2 separate regions of the Gossypium hirsutum genome follow, and region 1 is linked to region 2. Evidence: chromatin contacts called from public Hi-C data. All regions are on one chromosome and are shown on one strand. Each heading gives the region's core, a stretch centred on a gene start, on an enhancer-like site or on the middle of the called end of the contact. The rest is flanking DNA. Distances are from core to core; before and after follow the strand shown. Region 1 holds the start of LOC107892267 (polyribonucleotide nucleotidyltransferase 2, mitochondrial). Region 2 has its middle 15 kb from the start of LOC107892269.

What was found. Hi-C and Micro-C count contacts between places; a contact is called where the count stands out from the background.
Region 1: a contact with region 2 is called in a Hi-C map of leaf, with 2.0 times the contacts expected there. The contact joins the promoter of LOC107892267 here to the enhancer-like site in region 2. A contact is called at or near these places in 4 of 34 Hi-C or Micro-C datasets (anther and leaf).

The regions. Positions count from the first base shown.
Region 1 is chrD09:8,838,998-8,843,121 of Gossypium_hirsutum_v2.1, forward strand. LOC107892267 (polyribonucleotide nucleotidyltransferase 2, mitochondrial) reads left to right here and starts at 1,821. Exons shown (of 16, transcript XM_016817298.2): 1 at 1,821-2,356; 2 at 3,115-3,270; 3 at 3,355-3,525. The coding sequence starts at 2,027.
Region 2 is chrD09:8,785,889-8,790,091 of Gossypium_hirsutum_v2.1, forward strand. It overlaps the pseudogene LOC107892270. Among protein-coding and RNA genes, the nearest start is that of LOC107892269, 15 kb to the right of the region's middle. Within about 2 kb of position 1,528, at least 9 of the 9 cell types and tissues checked have an H3K27ac peak or open chromatin away from gene starts, as enhancers often do. A contact at or near this core is called in leaf, where this site is marked.

The DNA.
Region 1 (4,124 bases), core at 571-3,070, 53 kb after region 2:
TTTTACTTCTAAAAAAAAATTCATTTTCTATATGAATTAAATTTACCGATTGTTTTTATTTTACTCTCGGAAGGAAAGCATTTTGGGATTTAGTTTTTGAGTTCTCACTTCTCAAAAATGAGCGTTTTGACCAAGTAGAGCTGTAACAGAGCCATGAATCCTTGGGTTCTTCATCTCCAAAAACTGGGTCTCAAGCTTAAGTGTCCTCCCTATTTGAACTTGTTTAAGCGGCCACTGTTGCTCCCTTGCAACAGTGGAATCTATAGAAATTTGGATTCTGCAAACAATCTCATTCCATTGAAGATGGGGTAGGCAAAAAAGAAAATTTTGATAAGTGCAACATTCAAAGACGTGCTACAGATGACGGATAAGATGGGGTTGATTTGCTATGATCAGTTTGAACAGGAGATGCATGTCCACAACTTGTGTATTGAATGGGCACCTGGAACTATGCTGACTTTCTTTTGTCAACTAACTAAGAATGACAATAGTTGATTCTTTTTAGCTAGAAAATGATCAGTAACATATTAAGCTAAATGCCTTTTAGAAGCTACAACTTGCTTTAGGGTGGAATTGGATGGGCTGTACGTTTACATGTGATTAATGTAAAAATAATGGTGGCGATGTGATTAAATACTGTAACGATATTATAGCGTGAGATAAAAAGTAAGCTAAACTCACTGCACCGCACCACACCCCACCGTCCATCCAAATCCACCTTAAACTCCTTTCTCTGTATTGGAATAGTCATAAGAGCTCTTTTGAGTTAGGCTGCATTGTTGGAGAATTTGATTGAAATGTAAATGTTCTGCGTTTGGCAAGCCTAGGAAATATTATTTCTATTTTCAATAAAGAAACATGAGGTTTTCCATTCTTTTAATTGCTGATTCAGAGTTCTTTTGAATGTAAATGGAGTTTTTTTATGATGTAAATTGGTGCTTTCCGAGTATTGATAACCCAATTTGTGGCTAATTTGAAAGATTGAATTGGGTGCATTGATGTTGTGAGTATATAAGTTCAGATACATGATTTTGATTTAAAGCATTTTCTTAATAATGTTTGTTTCATTAAATAGTTTTTGAAAAATTATCGAATAATAAAAAAAACACTTTACTCAAAATCATTCAAATATCGAAAAATATTATTCAGTGTTTGAAATTGAACTTTGAGACATTTTGGATAGGTTGACCATTTTAAAGGAACAAATATATGAAAGAATTAAAACCATTGGATATAGGCAATCGATGGTTACGAATTCAACTTTGATTAGAATAATCAAACATATATTAAAATATGAAAGATTGTGATTTTTAAGGTATATTCCCAGGGAGGATAATTAAGTTATTGATGGGATCATCAAATTCTAATTTTATATGGATGCAAATGAATCCTTTCTCTTTTTTTTTTTCAAAATATTAGAAAGACCTCCTAATATAACTTACTTTATTTATAAAGAATATTTTTATTATTTCTCAATTGAATTCATACTTAATTAATTCATGGCAACACTTTAAATATAAATATAGATAGATAAAAAATATTCCTATTGAAATCTGTAGAAAGCGAACCTCAAATTGTGACATATCAATTAAGATTATGTTTGATAAACTGAAAATTTAAATGTTTAAAAAATAAATACTAAAAAATTAAGTGTTAAATTTAAGTTATAAATTTTACTTAGAATATTAATTAAAATTAATACAAAATATAATTAGATTTTGGATAAATAATAATATTATAAAATAAAAATAAAAATTATTTTTATTAAATTATCTATTTATAATTTTTATATATTTTTAAAAATATAGACTGAATTTTGTACACCTATCCTATGTAAAAAGAATCAAAAACCGCAGAAAGTGTTTGTTTCGCATGAAAATGTCGCGCCCAAAGTAGTAAAATACAGCTCAATGCACCAAATCAAACCCTAAAACCCTTCCATTTTGTTGCCACCAAAGCGTTCTCCCCCCACCCTTAAACCCTAAGCCCCAGAAAATTCGAAACCGAACTCCTTTCTTACTCTACAATGGCAATGTTCTCACTAGCTATCAGGGCTCGAGCCAAAGCTAACCCTCTCCTAACACGGAGAGCCTTACATTTTCGCAACTTTTGCAACGGCCGTTTTGGTTTATCGACGTCGGAGTCCGACCCACCTGACCGGCCAGTGGCGGGGACCAAGTTTCTCGAGTCTTTCAAAGAAGAGTTCGAAATTGGATCTCGGGTAATTTCACTTGAAACGGGTAAAATTGCTCGTTTTGCTAATGGGGCCGTTGTTTTGGGCATGGAAGAGACCAAAGTTTTGTCCACTGTTGCTGCCGCTAAAGGCGACGCTGATCGAGACTTTCTACCGCTTACTGTAAGTAATAATTTTGTCTTCTCTTTTTCTTCCTAATCTAGGGACAATTTGAACATCTTTAATGTTTTAGTTTTCATTTTGGGTTAAATGTAATCTTGGGTCATTGTTATTTAATAATGTTTTGTTCCAGACAAATGTTCTAAGTTTGCTCAGCTATTTAGGTTCTGTTTGGATTGTAATTTTGCTTTTTGATGTTTACTCTTTGATTTTAGTTTTATATGTGACGTTCTTTACTTTCTATTGAAACAAATAGAAAATAGAAAAAGCATGAACCTTACTATGTCCTTGAAGAGTGTCCTAATTATGGGTGAAAGAGCAAGTTATTGATTTTTTAAAGGGATATGAAATCTGGGTTTGCAGAATTGTGCTTGGTTATTTGTTTATTACTGTTTGGTTTTTGCTTCATCAGAAGTTGTTCTATAAAGAGTAGAAAGTAAATTTATGATGAAAACATGACCTAAAATCAAACCCCAATTTTAACATAGTTATTCATATAAAAGTAAAACCATGTATTTCCTTGTGTAGAAAATACAATTATTCTTTTTTAGTTCTTATGAACTTATATTTTCTGATTTTGCATCTAAATCAAGATTTTTTTGCATTTTGATCTTGTAAGCAAGAACGCCCAACAAAATTAATAAGGGGGTCTATTAACTATTGAATAGTAATTGCTCATTTGGTTATTCATGGATTAGACATTTCTCGAATGTTAGGGGCTTGCTAGTGTGTGGTCTCATTGGGAATTTTCTTCTTTTAAGGTTGATTATCAAGAGAAGCAATTTGCTCAAGGTCTGATTCCAAACACATTCATGCGGAGGGAGGGTGCTCCAAAAGAACGTGAACTTTTATGTGGTCGTCTCATTGATAGGCCCATACGGCCTCTTTTTCCTGCTGGCTTTTACCATGAGATCCAGGTCTTGTCACTTTTCAGATTCAAACATGTGCATGTATAAATATATTTCAGTTTTCAATTTGATTGACATTGCCGTATTCAATAGGTAATGGCAAGTGTTCTTTCTTCTGATGGCAAACAAGATCCAGATGTGTTGGCAGCTAATGCGACTTCTGCTGCTCTTATGTTATCAGATATTCCATGGGGTGGACCCATTGGAGTGGTACGGATGGGGAGAATTTGCGGGCAGTTTATTGTTAATCCAACAATGGATGAGGTATAAACATAAGCTTTTGTTTAGTTATGGATGCTGATTTAGGTGCCTCTTTTATGATTATTACAGGTAGTCTTAGGTCAAGTGTAGAGTTTTGACTTAATTGTAATTTCCGACTTACTTTTTTTTTTGTATATTGTAATGAGTTAGTTGTTAGATGCTCATCGTAAAGTCATCTCATTGCAAAGTTCTTGCTTATGTAGGACATGTTTAGTTGTGTCATTATTAATTCATGGTGTTTACCTTCTTTGTTCACCTCTTGAAGTAAATCATCAGGTTGGAAACTAGCTAATAACTAAAACACTTATTGGAATCATGGCTAGTTAGAAAGGCATATTGTAGGGGCAAATAAAGGTAAAGACTGGTCTCAGTGGCATGTGGTATAGTTTGTTTATTTATTCAGGTTTACTCATACTGCTATCTTTTCTTAAATTCTGGCGGATTGTATGAGATGCTATTGTTATAGTTGGTCTATGTTGGGATGGTGCTTTCCGTGTAGCTCTTATAGGCTTTTAGCTGATGTGGAGTGGCTCAAGATTGCTTTGGATGCTTATATGAACTTTCAATTTCCCCACCTCCCTTCCCTTAGGATCTGGATTAAA
Region 2 (4,203 bases), core at 278-2,777:
TAGCTGCTACAATGCATCGACATAGGCTTGAGAGGGAAGAAAAAATAGTCAAGGCTTTTCATTCTTTGACAAGGATTACAGTGGGTTATTATATTGCACTATTGCTTTTTTCGGTTTTGAACATTATATTACTTGATTGATTGACTCTGCCTAGTATTCTTCTTTTCATTCAGGTTTATTACAAGAGATGAACTAAGACAAGCTATGACACGGTACGGAATGGGAGATGAGGCTACAATAGAGGATGCTGATACTGAGAAGGATCTTCGTTTGCTTCTTTTATTTAAAACAAATAGTTTGTTTGTTAGTTTTTTTGCTTGACATGATTGGTTGGATATGATGGGAGGATCAACCACGAGGAGTTTGTAGCCATGATGAAAAGGGGAACTCATGATGGGGATGGCAATTGGCAAAGACAGACGAACAACTAAGGGCTTTCTTTAGTCGGCAATGGCTGCTGCATTTGTTGCAAACTTATTTCCATCTTCAATACTCCTCATCTGTTATGATGCTGAAGCTAAACAATTCATTTCGTTTATTTGGATGGGATTAGATAACAATCATTATTACCAATATTATTATAATTGGATTCACTTTCTGGGTTGATTAACTTACATTTGCCAATTTGGCACCAAATTATAAACTTCTATGCTTGGTTACAAGTTCAGCAAACTGCCATGGAGGCAATGCAAAGGAACATTTGTTTCCCCCCTTCAATTCAATGTTCAATCGACGCCAACATACAAAGGAACACTGCAGTAAAATCGAACTTTGATTTCCTCTCAATTTTCTCATCAACCAACTTCTGGATATGCGGGAATCACAATCGAACAAGGCTAACGCATAAGTTCAGAAATGAATCAATTTTTATAAGACCAAAACACAACATTTGTCCTTCCTCGAAAGGATAATCAAATTCAAAATCAGAGAGAGTAAAGAAATGAATCAATCATCACCGACCATCTCCCCGCTCCTTCTGAATCTGATGCCTCTGCTTCTCGGCTAGCTTCTCCAATGCGGATTCAACCGCATCACGCCCACCGATAAGCAATCGGGTCACAACTTCCGGATCCTTCTCGAAGCGAGCTTCCTCGAACTCCTTCCTCGCGTTCTCTCTCAATATGTCCCTCCACAGAACGCCCCGAGAATCGGGCCACATGAAGAATCGGGTGGCTCGAAGGATGTCGCGTAGAGACTCAGTGCCTCTCGTCGAGTGCTGGTGAGGCGCTGTCGGTTCAGCGACTCTTCCTCATCCTCTAGGGATTTCTCCTTCACTACGTGTCTGTCAAGAAGCTCTTCCACGGTGTCCGGACCATTGTGTAGAAAACGCTGGAGGAAGACAACATCGGTTCCACATACGATAGTTAAATTTGGACATCTTCGTAGGTATGAGATCATCCTTTTTACTTTATTTCTCTCACAAGCTTATTTTCCGTGCTGTTTGACAGCCATAAATGGTGGAGTTCAACACGAAACAATAAGCAAACAGTTGAGAATTGGGTCGGTGTTTTTGTTTCAGGCCCAAAACAATTCTAAGCTTTGATCCATATATATTTAAGGGATAATAACAAATTGAACCCTAGACCCTAGCCCTAAGCCAGTACAAAACTTATATGTGAAACCTCATAAACGCTACAGAATCAAAAGGAAAGTAAAAAGAAATATCTGGGATTGGAAAAGCTGCTACAAAATTCTTTTCATTTTTGCACACCACAAACAAAATAGCAAAATTATTGAATTTTGAAAAGGAAAAAAGAATTAAGCTGACATTGCCTTGGCTCTAAGCTAGAATCCAAAGTACCAAGGATTACATACAATTAGAAGTACTAAGTAACCAGTTCAGCTTAAAGGGAAATTCTTTAAAAAAAAATAGTTAACTTTTGAGGAACTAAGCAAAGAAAAGCAAAGGGAGAATAATAAAAGAAAAAGAAGAAGAAAAAACAAAGAATAAATGGAATAATGAAAAAGGGCGCCACAGTAGAGGATCGGAATGAGTTAGGGTTTTTAAGACATAGAATGTGTAGTAATAGGTTCTCAAACGGCGTTGTGTGCAAGGATTTTATTTGTCACCTTTATTCAAATATGAAAGTTTGAAAGAAAACTCATTGTACGATCAAAAAGGTAAATATATTGTTTTCCTTATAAGGAAGAAAACAACACAAATAGTCAACATCTTGTAATGCAACACCATAACCATTCGTAACTACTTTGTATTATACAATAGCCTCTTTGGTTTAATTACATCCCTAATTTCAACCATGCCATGCATTTAGATATTACCTGAATATTTCAATCAAAATGCATTTTCAAATCATCTACACACCAGCACGCAAACAATCCCAACAAATTTCACTGATGAGCTCCACTCAACCGTTTTAAAGAAAACCTACCAAAATCCTTACTGATAAGTGCAAGCACCTTGCAGTATGAAAAGAAAACACAATATGCATTGATCCATGAACTGACTAATATGCACCACCTTAGCACCAGATAAAATGCGAGACTAACTAAAAAAATCACAAATCTTTCACTCCAAATATGACCACATTTGATACATGCATGGATGGGGTGAGATTTATTAAATTCCATTCACCAAAGCTGACAATTTTCAAGTTTGGGAAATCAGCAGACTTGCGACGACTTTTTGGATGGGATCCTGGCATTTCTAGGTTGAGATGTCTTCAAGGCGTTTGAAGATCTATCTCTCAGCTTTGAAACGCACTTTGGATCATTCAATTTTGAGTTGGAAGCTCAAATTATGACTATTTTAGTGAAGATTGCGCAAGCAGAATTTCTGAACGGGATTATGACGGGAATTACGAGTTTCGGGCTTTTAATTCAAGTTTAAATCATATCGGATTCAGATTTTGGGCTTAATTTTTATTATATATGAGTCAAATATTGTATTTATCAACTTTTATTATTTTATTATTCCAAATTTTTAATAATTATTATGTAGTTTAAGTTATTTAGGAGTTTTATGTCAATAAGAAAGTTTAATTTAAAACTACTTCTTATTTAGATTAATTAGAGTTATAGTATACTTAAGAGTTTTATTTAGATTTATTTAGCTAGCCTATATATAGACCTTTGCATTGTATACAAATTAGACAATTGATAATTATTATATTTCTCTTTTGAGTTAATAAATTCTATTTAAGTTTTTCTTTTCAAGTTTCTTTTAGAAGAGTTTTTAACAATCTTTTAGATTGTGGGGATCATCTTCAAACATTTTCTTGTCAAGGTTTCTATCTTGAAGGGGAAATTAAAACCGCTTGAAGAGAATTATGGATTCTTCTTATTCCCATAGCTTCTTAAGACTTCTACATGCGATGTTCCATCTTTTCCATTAATCTTCTTTAATTTCTTTTTTGTTACTCTAATCTTTGATCTCATTATTCTACTTTATTCATTTTGATTATTTATTTTTAATTGTTCTCTTTATTTTTTTTTATCTGACTGGGATTCATTTGTGTTTCAAGTTGTTTCAAAATCTAAATTTCTTTCAGAATGTCTAAAGCCTCAAGTCAAATCCACGACTTTGACAAACTTTACGATCCGCTTCCGCATTCATTTACCTTATTCTTTATTATTTGGTATCAGATTTGAACGTTTTTGGGTGTTCTTTTTATTTTTATAAATTGATTTCTAGCAAACAGCCTCAAAACAATTTTTTTACCCCGACAGATTTTAGAAAAAAAATATTTTTCATTGGGTAAACGTTTTTTAAACGATCTAAAATTTTACATACTATTTCTTGGTACTATTTTAGAGTACAAAAAAATATTTCCCACAAAAAAAGTGATTCGAAAAAGTATAGAAAAAATGAAAAAAGAATTTTTAAAAAAAATAAAATATTATTTGGGTTGAATTTTTTGTCGAAACTTTCCATATCAGATCTACATTATTTGAGGAGGCTCAAGTCTAAATTTCATTATCTTTAGAAATCAGGAACACCTCGAACAAAGTTTGTCAAGTTGCTTCACAGGTTTCGGGTTTTCGGGTTTCAGTAATTTTCATTTACTCTTAGCCTTAGAATTTCATTTTCTTTGTTTTTTATTGTTCCTTTACATATTCTAACACTTTATTGTTTCTTCTGTTAGTAGGTTAAAGCACGTTGCATAATCCTTCCTCTGTGCAACAGAATTCTTTGATGTCTAGTCGTTTTTGGACTCATAATGGTATTAGGTTTTCTTTGTTTGT